2 separate regions of the Mus musculus genome follow, and region 1 is linked to region 2. Evidence: chromatin contacts called from public promoter capture Hi-C data. All regions are on one chromosome and are shown on one strand. The core of a region is the stretch at or near the end of the contact, and the rest is flanking DNA. Distances in the headings are between cores, read along the strand shown. Region 1 holds the start of Armc12 (armadillo repeat containing 12). Region 2 holds the start of Nme4 (NME/NM23 nucleoside diphosphate kinase 4).

Evidence for each region. Promoter capture Hi-C pulls out the DNA fragments that hold promoters and counts their contacts.
Region 1: a contact with region 2 is called in a promoter capture Hi-C map of liver, with 5 times the contacts expected there. The contact joins the promoter of Armc12 here to the promoter of Nme4 in region 2. A contact is called at or near these places in 2 of 39 promoter capture datasets (liver and pre-B cells).

Annotation. Positions count from the first base shown.
Region 1 is chr17:28,528,697-28,535,666 of GRCm38.p6, reverse strand. It overlaps Armc12 (armadillo repeat containing 12), which reads right to left and starts at 4,806. Exons shown (of 6, transcript NM_026290.3): 1 at 4,621-4,806; 2 at 3,547-3,692; 3 at 3,190-3,324. The coding sequence starts at 4,783. It overlaps Gm41506 (a long non-coding RNA gene), which reads left to right and starts at 1,940. Exons shown (of 3, transcript XR_003952333.1): 1 at 1,940-2,004; 2 at 5,887-6,038; 3 at 6,726-6,922.
Region 2 is chr17:26,091,689-26,098,335 of GRCm38.p6, reverse strand. It overlaps Nme4 (NME/NM23 nucleoside diphosphate kinase 4), which reads left to right and starts at 2,866. Exons shown (of 5, transcript NM_019731.1): 1 at 2,866-2,971; 2 at 4,066-4,199; 3 at 4,376-4,477; 4 at 4,607-4,719; 5 at 6,184-6,591. The coding sequence starts at 2,884. The coding sequence ends at 6,307.

The DNA of each region.
Region 1 (6,970 bases), core at 3,557-6,056, 2.4 Mb before region 2:
CTTGGCTGTCCTAGAACTTGCTCTGTAGACCAGGCTGGCCTGGAACTCATAGAGATCTGCCTGCCTCTGCCTCCTGGGTGCTAGGATTAAAGACATGTGTCACCACTGCCAGGCCATAATGTGTTAAGAAGTTATTAAGCTAATTTCACCAGAAAGGCTTCCATTTTATATAAGCACTGGCAATGGGGAAGGAACCTAGTTTTGCTACATATTTGTAGCCTTTGGTGTTCTTGACTAAAGTTGTAAGATTTATGTATTTATGGATATGGGTGAGCTGCCTTCATATAGATACAGTAGAAGAGGGCATCAGATCCCATGGGGCTACAGTTATAAATGGTTGTGAGCCACCATGTAGGTGCTGGGTATCGAACTCAGACATCTGAGAGAATAGCCAGTGCTTTAACCACTGAGCCATTTCTCGGGCCCCTGTCAATTAATTTTAATTTTTAAAATATTTTATCTTGCTGGGCAGTGGTGGCACACACCTTTAATCCCAGCACTGGGGAGGCAGAGGCAGGCAAATTTCTGAGTTTGAGGCCAGCCTGGTCTACAAAGTGAGTTCCAGGACAGACAGGGCTATACAGAGAAACCCTGTCTCAAAAAAACAAAAACAAACAAAACAAACAAACAAAAAAAACCCAACACAATACCTCAGTCCAAACTTTTGTCCCAAACCAATTTTTCCCATGTAAGAAACAATTATTCTAGTTTGCAGTGTGTGTGTGTGCATGTGTGTGCGAGGGAGAGAGAGAGAGAGAGAGAGAGAGAGAGAGAGAGAGATTAACACCATGACTGAAAGCAATGTTGGAGAGGAATGGATTTATTTGGCTTAAATCTCCAGGTCACAACTGAATTTAAGGTACAAGCCTGAGATGAGAGCTATGGAGGAGGGGCTGGAGAAATGGCTTCGTACTCAACAGCATCGGCTGTTCTTGCAAAGGGTTCAGGTTTGGTTTCTAGTTACTCCATGGTGGCTTAGAACCATCCATAACTCCAGTTCCAGGATCTGGCCCCTCTTCTGGTCTCCACAATCAACAGGCGTGACTATAATACCATCCATGCATGTAGGCAAAAGTATTCATACACATAAAATAAATGTTTACTCCTTTTTGAAGAGCCGTGGAGAAATGCTGCTTTCTAGTTCACTCACTGGTTCATGCTCAGCTAAGTTTCTTACAGAGCCTAGGCCCACATCTAGGGATGGTGTTGCCCACAGCGGGCTGGGCCCCAACCCCAATCATCAGACAGGACACTCTCTCACAGAGTTGCCCACAGGCCAGTCTGGTAGAGGGAACTCTTCAGTTGAGGTTATGTCAAGTTGGTGGTAAAAACTAACCAAGACGGAAATATTAAAATGTAAAATAGTCAAACATCTACAGTAATTCAATAATACTAATACTAATGTAATACAAGGAGGTTGAGCCATCTGCTTGTCGCATGTGGAGATGCAAGAAACCAGGGAAGATATAAATATCCCATAATGGGGGGCTGGAGAAATGGCTCAGCGGGTAAGGGCACTTATTGCTCTTCCAGAGGTCCTGAGTTCAATTCCCAGCAACCACATGGTGGCTCACAACCATCTTTTTTTGTTTGTTTGTTTTTTGTTTTTTGTTTTTTTCGAGACAGGGTTTCTCTGTATAGCCCTGGCTGTCCTGGAGCTCACTTTGTAGACCAGGCTGGCCTCGAACTCAGAAATCCGCCTGCCTCTGCCTCCCGAGTGCTGGGATTAAAGGCGTGCGCCACCACACCTGGCTCACAACCATCTTTAATGAGATCTGATGCCCTCTTCTGGTGTGTCTGAAGACAGCTACAGTACTCATATATATAAAATAAATAAATACAATCTTTTAAAAAAATATCCCACAATGGACAAACAGTGAGGTAGTCACAAAACAGACCACGGTACGTCATGCACTGTGAGAAGAAGGGATGAGCTTAGTCGTCAATGCTTCCGGAGCAAAGGCAGACCACAGAGAAGTACAAGCTGCAAATGGATGTCTATGCGTAAGTATACCTTCCCTCCCTATGCCATCGGTGTCGTCCCTGAAGCAGCAATAACTAACACACAATATCCCTGAGCACACGGGACTTCAAACACAGCACACTGCGCTTTACCTATCTGTCTGCCTTGCCGTACAAGTGCGCATGCGCAGGGCTGCGCAAGCGCAAGGGTGCCTGCACCTACAGCATCTTATGTGAGGTCATAACCCTTCCGGAGGGGAGGATGGGATTGAGAGAACCCCATTATGCCCATGCTGTTTCTCAGTTTGGGGCTGGCCACATTTAGGGAAGGCTTTTGTTGTTGTTGTTGTTGTTTTCCTGCCATGTGGGAGAAGGTGCTGCATGCACGTGCTCATGGGTGCGGAGTGGGGCCGGGGTGGGGGGCGGTCAGAGGGCAACCTGTGGGAATTGGTTCTCTCCTTCCACCATGTGGGGCCCTGGAAATTGAAATCAGGTTGTGAGGCTTAGAAGCAAACGCCCACTTGCCCACTGAGCCATCTCGCCCCTGGGTTTCGTTAGAAGAATTACTTTCTTTTCTTTCTTCTTTTCTTTCTTTATTTGGTTTTTCAAGACAGGGTTTCTCTGTGTAGCCCTGGCTGTCCTGGAACTCACTTTGTAGACCAGGCTGTCCTCGAACTCAGAAATCCTCCTGCCTCTGCCTCCCAAGTGCTGGGATTAAAGGCGTGCGCCACCACCGCCCGGCAGAATTGTTTTTCTTTCTGCCTCACACATATAAGATAGAAATGTTTTAAGCCGGGCAGTGGTGGCGCACACCTTTGATCCCAGCACTCAGAAGGAAGAGGCATGAGGGCCTCTGAATTTAAGGCTAGCCTTAGCCTACATAGTGAGTTTCAGGCCAGATAGGACTACACAGATACCCCCACCCCCCAAAGCAGGAAAGTGTGGTAACCCCAGTTTCACAACCTGCCTGTCAGAAGTCAAACGACATCTAGCCTTGAAATGACAAGTCTTGTGAGTTACACGGTTAACTCCAATTGTAAGTTACGCACCAGTGTCTAAGAATCTGCTCTTTGGGGGTCCAGTGTCGTGCAGACATGTGGAGACTTGAGTGGCCCTGGAGGAAGCTGACCACTGTCTCCTCCTCCGGGTTACAAACTCGGCTTCAAACAAACTTCACCATTCAGCTGTCAGATTAAAGGACCCAGACCGGATCTTACCCAGGCTCACCTGGATTTTGAGCCTGAATTTCCTGATGCCAGAGAAAGCTTTAAGTGCATTCAGAGCTTGGATTTTTACACTGTTGTCCTTCTCATCTAGCATGTCAGCCACCAAGTCGATGTCATCCATAGTACAAGAAGAGGCCTACAGTGTGTGAGGAGAGGTGGGGGAGACGGGAGAAGCGGGTGTCTTGGCCTGCACTGTCCCCCAAGTCTCTGAGGCCTTCTTTTCTTTGATGCTAGCAATCAGAGGGACAGGTCTGAGGACGCTGCCTGAGGTTACGGGTGAGCTACAAGCCAAGGACCAGACTGACTGGGAGGGCCCGGCTAAGCTCCGCCCCGCCCCGCCCTGCCCGGCCCCGCCCACCTCAGCCTCCAGCAAGTACACGCAGCGGGTGATGTTATGAAGGATCATGCTCCTGGTATACTCATCCTGTTTGCAGTCTAGAGAGTTGAGAAGTCTTCGAATCTCACCGGAGTCCCGCCCGTGGCGCTCTCTCTCGATGGCCAGGCCTAGAAAGCACCCCAGTCCACAGTTAGGGATACGGACTTAGAATTAGGAAAAGCAAGGGGCTGGGAAGTGGGGGAGAGGGAAGGAGGGAGCTGAGGGCAAAGGCTGTGCCTAGCGCTTCACGCTTCACAGACTGCTGCAACACCAACTGTGCACCGCACCAAGAACCTAATCTAATAATGTGCCATCTGCCCTGTCAGGCACTCGTTTGTCCACAATGACAACTTTCCTGGTGTGTAGCGCCAACAAGTAGGGTTCTGCTTTCACCAACAATCTCAAATTACTGACCCTTTTCCTGATGGCACAAAAGTACCCTAGGGAGAGTAGAGAGATGACTCAGTGGTTAAGGACACTGACTGTTCTTCCAGAGGACCTGAGTTCGATTTCTAGCAGCCAGATGGTGACTGACAAACATCTGTTTCTTCAGTCTGGGGATCCAATGCTCTCTTCTAGCCTCTGTGGGCACTGCACACACACACACACACACACACACACACACACACACACACACAGGCAAAACACCCAAACACATCAAATAAAGTCCCCCACGACCTAGTTGGAAACTCTGGGCAAAAGGTGTCTCAACTTTTCTTCCCTTCAGTATCTTCAGATCCTAGGCAAGAGCAGGACAGATAAAAAGCTCTTGATTTCCATTTCCAATACATAGAACAGAGAAAGCCAAGCTGATGGTTCCTGGCTGGAGACTTGGCTCTATGAAACCTGCTACCCAGAGACTCCCAAACTAGCTTCTATAGCAGAGCCTTGCCTCAGGTGCTGGGAAGGAGGAGGGGAACTGAGACAGACCGGAGGAGAGAAAGAAGGAAGGAGGAAAGAGGAGCTTGAAAGAGTCACCTTTGCCCCCACCCCCCAGGGGAGGCCTTAGGGAGGCTTCCTGGGGCAGAGCCCTCTCCCCAGGACCTGGACACTTACGGGCAATGCAGATCGGCGAGTTGGAGCAGAGTGGCGGATGACATTTTAAGCCAGTCCTGACGGCCTTGTACAGCAGGTATAAGGCCCCGGCGCCTGTAGCCAGGCCCACGAAGCTTTTGATGAGGTCCAGTTGCTCCAGGAACCGGGGAATGGTCTTGCCCATGTCTTCCGTGCTGCCTTGTGGCTAGGTAGGAGCTAGGCCTGGAGAGAACATTCTAGAACCAGAACCCTGGCAGGGCCCAGAACCAGGGTACTAGAATCAGCACTAGGCAACAAAGGACACTTAGGAGATGACGGGGTCCAGGAGGCCTCAGAGTGGTTCAGAGGAGGGAAGGTGCTACTTTAGGAGGCTGAGAAGAAGAAGTCAGAGACTCTAGGGGTAGAAGGGAGGGAGGGAGTGGGGCTCAGAGGCACCGCTTGCCTAGCGTGGAAAGGCTCATCTCTTCGGAGCTTTATGGGGTTTTGTCATCTATTTGTTTATTTTTTTCTTTCTGGTTTTTTTTTAAAGATTTATTTATTTATGTATATAAGTACACTGTAGCTGTCTTCAGGCATACCAGAAGAGGGCACCAGATCCCATTACAGATGGCTGTGAGCCACCATGTGGTTGCTGGGAATTGAACTCAGGACCTCTGGAAGAGCAGCCAGCGCTCTTAACCGGCTAAGCCATCTCTCTCTCCAGCCCCTTATATTTGTTTGTTTATAAACAGTGTAACCCTCACTATGTAACCCTGGCTGGCCTAGATCTGAGAAATCTGCCTGCTTCTGCCTAACCCTTGCTGGGTTAAAGGTGTGCATCACCACACCTGGTTTTTTACATTGAGGTGTGTCAAAGTCACATGCACGTGGATACCCAAGGCGTGCAGAAGAAAGTGTTGGACCCACTAGAACTGGAGTTGCAGACAGTGGTGAGCTGAGCCAGGTGTGTGCCAGTAACCAACCTTGGGTCATCAGGAAGAGCAAGAGCACCTAGCTGTGTGGTGCCCTCTCTCTACCTCCTCTCTGTAGTTTTTGAAATATCACCTAATTCAGGCTCTTACTATATTGTTAAGAATAACCTTTCCAGGAGCCGGGCGTGGTGGCGCACGCCTTTAATCCCAGCACTCGGGAGTCAGAGGCAGGTGGATTTATGAGTTCTCGAGGCCAGCCTGGTCTACAAAGTGAGTTCCAGGACAGCCAGGGCTACATAGAGAAACCCTGTCTCGGACCCCCCCCCCCAAAAAAAAAGAATAACCTTGATTGATCTTCCTGCCTCTACCTCCCTAGTGGCTGGCAGGTTACTGGTATGCATCACCACCGCCCAGCTCCTGTATGGTTGTGGATCTAAGTGTTGCGGCTCAGAAGGAAAAGGCTTCCGCTACGGAAATGGACTGTGCAGGGGAAGGTTTCTCCAACAAAAGTGTTACAGCCCTGCTCAGGTAGGGGGAGATCCCAGAAAAAGCTCTGCTCCCATGAAAATGTTAGAGTTGCTGCTAGAGGTATCCTGGCAATTGGGAGCCAGGGAATAACACAAGGTCACCCTGCATAACCAACAAGCGGCATACAAGAGATTGTGTCTATTGTGTCTGTTGGGAGGGTGGCTGTCTCTGCTCGAGTGAGAAGCTGCAGAGAACTGAGCAGAAGGCAAAACTTATATAAGATTTCTTGCTGCCTGGGTTGGGGGCAGGGAGATTTTCCTGTGGAGATTTCCAAGATGAGGATTGGTGGGATTTCAATTCCTGAGCTTGAGCGAGCTCAGGGATTGGTGGATTTTCCTGTTCAGGATTGGTGGGTTTTGTGGCAAGCCCAGGGGCTGGTATAGGATTCTATTTCTTGTTTCTGGTCTTGGGCTTAGGGTCAAGTCCGGGTCTGGGTGTTTATCCTTTGCCTTTTTATCCTACAGTGGGAGTGCCTGGGAGATGTGTGTGTGTGTGTGTGTGTGTGTGAGTGTGTGTACATGTGTGAACTTGTGTGTGCACCTGTGTCAGATATATATATATGCATGTGTGTTCACACACATGTACACAGGCCAGAGGATAATACTAAGTGTCTCCTTTGGGCTCACTCTCTCTCCATTGTATTTTATTACTTATTGTATTTTATGTATGTGGATGTTTTGGTTTTAGGTACGTATGTGCATCCATGAATGTCAGGTTGGAAGACAGGGTGAGATCTAGCAGTGGAGTTAGACCCTTGTGAGGTACCATGGAGATGCTGGGAGCCGAACCTGGTTCTTTGCAAGAGCAACCAATCGTCTTGACCACTGAGCCATCTCTTCAGCTCCCTCTTACTACATTAATATTACATTATGTTTCTATGCTTCTATCTGTGTGTGAGTCTGTGAACATCAATGCAGATGCCCGCAGGGGCA
Region 2 (6,647 bases), core at 1,617-4,116:
TCATGGACCAGAGAATGACTGCAAAACCAATGATGTAGTGAGGACAGGAGGATTGAGGGGTTGCTCACTGTCAGTTTCCTACAAGAAACAAGAGCTCGAGGTTCTGGGAGATGCTCTACCACAAAGAATAAGGTGGAAAGTGATGGGGAAGGACAGCCAATGACTTCTTCTGGCCTTTGTGCAGAGACATACACATGTGCCTATATCACACATGTACACTCATACACACACCTATATCACACACATATACACATGTACATACACCACACACATCAGACAGGAACACTCATACACACACATATAGCACACACATATATACATGTACATAGATTACACATACACACATGTTACATACATATACAGTGCATACACTACACATACACACTCATACACATGTACATACATCACACACATTCATACACACTCATACATATATCACACACACATTCATACACACTCATACACATGTGCATACATCACACACATTCATACACACTCATACATACATCACACACACATTCATACACACTCATACACATGTGCATACACTACACATACACTTCATGGATAAATCAATAGGTAAATAAAATAAAAAGAAAAACAGCTGAGTGTAGTGGCGATGGCTTTTTTCCCCTTATTTCTTTATCATTATTATTTTGTTTGTTTGTTTGTTTGTTTCAAGACAGGTGCTTTTCTGTGTAGCCCTGGCTGTCCTGGAACTCACTCTGTAGACCAGGCTGGACTCAAACTCACAGATACCCACCTGCCTCTGCCTCCTGAGTGTTGGGATTAAAGGCGAGCGCCACTAGCAGGTCAGTGCCAGTGCAAGCCTTTAATTGCAGTGTTCCAGATGCAGAGGAGGCCAGCCTGGTCTACAGAGTGAGTTCCAGGACAGCCAGGGCTACACAGAGAAACCCTGCCTGGAAAAACCAAACCAACCAAACAAACAAAAAACAAAAAACCCAACCAGAGTGCTGCACCACTGCTAGATTAGTGGCAATGCTTTTGTTTGTTTGTTTGTTTTTGTTTTTGTTTTCTGAGACAGGGTTTCTTTGTGTAGCCCTGGCTGTCCTGGAACTCACTCTGTAGACCAGGCTGACCTCAAAGTCAGAAATTTGCCTGCCTCTGCCTCCCAAGTGCCGGGATTAAGGGCGTGCGCCACCACCGCCCGGCTGGCAATGCTTTTTTTTTTTTTCCCCTTCTTTTTAAAGATTTTTAAAATTTTATTTTGTGTATGCCTGCATGCCAGAAGTGGGCATCAGATCCCATTGTGATTGTGAGCCACCATGTGGTTGCTGGGAATTGAACTCAGAAAGAGCAGTCAGTGTCCTTTACCACTGAGTCATCTCTCCAGCCCTGGCAATGCTTTTAATCTTGGTATTTAAATAGAACTCTGTGAGTTCAAAGTCAGCTTGGTTTACATAGCTAGTTCCAGGCCAGCAAGATACACAGTGAGAAGTCGGGCGGTGGTGGCGCATGCCTTTACTCCCAGCACTCGGGAGGCTGAGGCAGGCAGATTTCTGAGTTTGAGGCCAGCCTGGTCTACAGAGTGAGTTCCAGGACAGCCAGGGCTACACAGAGAAACCCTGTCTCGAAAAAAACAACAATAAAAGTTCAAGGGGTAATATATATAATAAAATAAAGTACAACGGGTAAGAGCACTGACTGCTCTTCCAGAGGTCCTGAGTTCAATTCTCAGCAACCACATGGTGGTTCACAACCATTTGTAATGGGATCTGACACCCTCTTCTGGTGTGTCTGAAGACAGCTAGTGTACTCATATACATAAAATAAATAAATCTTAAAAAAAAAAAAGAGTTCCAAGCCAACCTCTGCTACATATGCAATGCAGTGACAGCAGCAAGGATTGATTATACCTTTGTCATAAAGTCAAAGCAATTCCCAGCTCCCAGCTGTGGTACACAGATGGGGTTGGAGAGATGACTGAGTGGTTAAGAGAGCAGTGCTTGGCCTCCCAAAAGATGTGAGTTCGGTTCCTAGCACCCATCCTGGGCAGCTCTCAACTGTTCAATGTAAATCATTTTTCTTTGGGGGTGAGTTGAGAAAGGGTTTCTCAGCAGTGGTGGCACACGCCTTTAATCCCAGCACTTGGGAGGCACAAGCAGGTGGATTTCTTAGTTCAAAGCCAGCCTGGTCTACAGAGTGAGTTCCAGGACAGCCAGGGCTACACAGAGAAAACCCTGTCTGGAAAAACAAAAACAAAAACAAAAACACAGGCGGGGGGTGGGGGGGGGGGGAGGGATTCTCAGAGAGCTTGACTCTACCTTCTTGAGGGCTAAATTCAAGGAGTATGCCACCACCACCCTGCTAGTAAATAAAAAATAACTTTTTTAATCTAGAGAGGTTTAAACAAAATAAAAAATTCCAATAAATAAATAAATTGATAGATAACTTGAAAATCAAGGATGTAATAACAGAACTGACAAATAGTCCAACTGTCAAACTTAGAGAGCCAGTTGGTATTTGCGGCGATGGCCACTCTGCCCCCAAAAGTAGATATAACAATATTTGACTGTACGTTATGAAAACAAGTATATAATCTAAAAACTGAATGAGCAACTGCAAAATTTATACATACGCGCATAGACACGCGCACACACACACATAATTTTTCATTTTTTTTCCCCCTGCAGTACTGGGGTTGGTCGAGCCCAAGGCTCTGAGCATGATAGTCAAGCGCTCCGTCACTGAGCTGCACCCTGATTTTAACAGAGATCAGTGTTTGAAGGCTATCAGCTCCAGAAGACAAGAATGTGATGTGGGGCCCCAGCGGGCCCCTTAGGGTGGAGGCGGGGCGGGGCAATGCGTGGCACCTCCCACTGCCCGCTCTGCGCGGCGTTCAGTGCGGCGCCAGCCCGCAACATGGGCAGCCTTTTCGGGCGCGTCGCGGCGCTGCGGGCGCTGTTGTGCGGGCCACGCTTTCAGTGCCTGCTGGTGCGCCCCAGTTCCGGTGAGTCCTGTGCCCGTGGGGAACTAGGCGGATGGCCGCTGCGCGGCCTTTGTTTGCGCACGTGCGGCAGCCAAAGGCTTGGTCTTGTCCCGGAGGAGTGCAAGTCCAACCCTCAGCAGCCCGGGACAGAGCTTTTAGCAGTAGAAAGCCAAAGCCGAGGCGGGGAGACTACCAGACGCTATGGGGTCACGTTCCCTCCGCGGAGCAGTTGTTGCCCGGGTATTGAAACTTGAGCCAGAGCAGGCCTAAGACACCCCGGTCATTTCCTGGGGTCTTGGCCCTTTCTATCCACTCATGGGGTGCTTTCTGAGAGCCAGATAAAGGGTATTCCTTTCATGAATCTTGGAAATTGAATAGCCTCACCAAGGCACAGACCAGCAGGCATCAGACTCTGGGGCTATCCTGGGTCTCTTGTCCCTTGGGGAACTTGCAAGTTAGGGAGACACCTCCCCCCTTTTATCAGCCTGTTGAGTTTAGTGGGCATTCATTGTGGCCTGGGGATTAGAGCCTGGTCGATCACCTCTTCTCTAACTTGGTGTTTCTCCTAACTTTGCTACCGTTTTGTGAGTCAGTCAGGGGCTAGGACCCTCTCAGAAGTAGCGTTTGTTTTTGGAGGAGACGCACGTGCCGTGGCAGCTATGTTTCTGCCCTGTAGTGTGGGTCATCCTCTGCTCAAGCCTGATCCTTGGTCCCCAGCACTTAGCCCGCCTAGACATCGTGCACTAATATTCCTTGATTTCAATGCCATTTCTCCACACCCAGAGGATAAGCTCCTTGTGGGCAAGCCTGGGCTTCACACACTGTGGTACCTGGAGTCATGTGAGGCTAGACTCAAGTTTTCTTTTCAGGGGAAAGGGAGACTTCATCACCAAGACTCTCTGGCCCCTAAGTTATCTGAGCCTTTTCAGGGAAACCATCTCCACCTTGAGCAGCTTCTGCGACTGCCAGGGCGGCTCCCCTTTGCATTTGTCTGTGTTTGTATTGTGGCAGGAACTTCCCAGTCCTTTGATGTCTGAGCTCTGTCAGGTATCTAGGTGGGAGGGCCCTGAAAATGTGGAGCATCCTCACCCCGACCTGTCTTTTTTTTTTAACAGGAGGCCCCCCCTGGCCCCAAGAGCGGACGCTGGTTGCTGTGAAGCCAGATGGGGTACAGAGGAGACTAGTGGGGACTGTGATACAACGCTTTGAGAGGCGGGGCTTCAAGCTCGTGGGGATGAAGATGCTGCAGGTATCTCCCTTGGGCTGTGGTGTCCCAAAGGCTCCTAGCACTTGCAGTTGCAAGGGTTGGGAGGTATCCATTGTAGGAGCTAGCTTCTGGAGTTGTGTCCAAAAGGTGCCCCAAACTCAGGACACCAATTGGGGGTTTATTCTCCGAGGGTTGGTCTCACACCTCTTTCCACACAGGCACCAGAAAGCATCCTTGCTGAGCACTACCGGGACCTACAGAGGAAGCCATTCTACCCAGCTCTTATCAGCTACATGAGCTCTGGGCCTGTGGTGGCCATGGTACAGCAGGGCAGGGGCAATGGAATGGGTCTTTGGGGTGTCATTCTCCGAGCAAAGGAAAGGGCTTGGATTGAGCCCAGGGCACCCAGGGTCCCCAGCTTCTCTCGAACCCCCATATCTGTGCTGCAGGTCTGGGAAGGCCCCAATGTGGTCCATATCTCAAGGGCCATGATAGGACACACCGACTCAACAGAGGCAGCCCCCGGGACAATCAGGGGCGACTTCAGTGTTCACATCAGCAGGTATGGAGGCCCTGACACCCTTAGTCTCCCAAAGTGGGGCAAAGAAGGCCAGTGTTAGTCAGGCGGCTGTGACAGTGACAGTGACACCCCCTTAATCCTACCGCTCAGGAGGCAGAGGCAGCCAGATCTCTGAGTTTGAGGACAGCCTGGTCACAAAGGGGAGTTCCAGAACTGCCAGGGCTTCACAGAGAAACCCTGTCCAAAAAAAAAAAAAAAAAAATCCTTGAGAAGTGGGAATCTTGCTGGGCTGAAAGAAAAGCCAGGTTTTTTTTTGAGATCTGTTCTCAGGTAGGCCAGATTGTCTCTGAGCTTATTGAAGGTGTCTTAAACTTTTTTTTAAAAGATTTGTTTATTTTACTTATATGAGTACACTGTAGCTGTTTTCAGACACACCAGAAGAGGGCATGGGATCCCATTACAGATGGTTGTGAGCCACCATGTGGTTGCTGGGATTTGAACTCAGGACCTCTGGAAGAGCAATTAGTGCTCCTAACCGCTGAGCCATCCCTCCAGCCCCTGTCTTGAACTCCTTAGTCTCATATCTCTACTGCCTGAGTGCTGAGCTTACAGTAGGCTTCCATGCCTGACTAAAACCACTTTTTCCTGGCTCTTTAGTATTCTGTTTTGGTCGCCAACCACGAGGGGCGTCTCTGATTACCGGTAGGGAGAGGCAGCTGTCAGAAGTTAGTATATAGGCTGGCCTCTGAGCTTGGGAGAAACTGAGGCCAGGAGAGATGCAAATGTCCAGCCCTTCTTACTGCCCACCCTTTCCCCTTCCTCCTTCCCTTCATTTTTCTCATGTAATCTAGGCTGGTCTCAAACTGATTATATTGCTGAGCGCAGCCATGAATTTGTACTCTCCCTGCCTCTGCCTAGTACTGCCTACCGAGTGCTGGGGATCAAAATCAGGGGTTTGTGCATGCCAGGCAAGCAAGCACTCTACCAACTGAGCTTCATCTCTGGCTCTCGTCTCCCTTATTTATTTATTTATTTATTTATTTATTTATTTATTTATTTATTTATATTTTATTTTATCTTTGTGTGTGCATATGCCTGTAGTGCCTGCAGAAGCCAGAAGAGGGTGCTAGATGCCTGGAGCCAGAGTTACAGGTAGTTGTGAGCCACTGTATTTGGGTGCTGGGAACCAAGGTCTGGGTCTCTGCAAGAGAGGATGTGCTCCAACTGCCATGCCATCTCTCCAGCCCCCGTCTTCTATTCTGAGACAGGGTCTCCCTCTCTAATCCAGACTGGCCACGATTCAAGGCAGTCCTGCAATCTCAGCTTCTTCAGTGCCCTTGTTATAGGCTTGTAGCACCATAACCAACTCCAAAATCTCCTTCTCTTCTCTACGGTCACCTTGTTCCCTGACAGAGGGCAGCAGGTTAGAGGCAAGATAGCCCTGGGGTCCCAATCCAGACTTAAACTGGACTCAACCACAGACTCCACCTTTTCCACCTCTCACAGGAACGTCATCCATGCTAGCGATTCTGTGGATGGGGCCCAGAGGGAGATCGAGCTGTGGTTTCAGAGCAGCGAACTGTTGAACTGGGCAGATGGTGGTCACCACAGCAGCTGCTACCCTGCCTGAGGGCTTGCACTGCCTTCTGCACTTCAGGTCTACCCATGACCTACTACCTCTGTCAACAAGAAGTCAAGCCCCCATGCTTCCCATGTCCCCAAACCACTCCCTACTCCCGCTCTACCCAACTCCAGCCCAGGGGAGTCTAAGCCTCAACTCTATGTGCCTTTTTGTATCCTAAGTCAATACAATATTGGACCATGTCCTTGTGTACAAAAGTGCCAGACAACCTTTGGGGCATTGTCAAAGGTGACTTCACCTGCCTCAAAGGAGAGACATTAAAATTTTATGCTTAAAATGGAAATGGTCTACTTACTAGTTCTGCTATCTCAGCACTGTGTGACCTTTC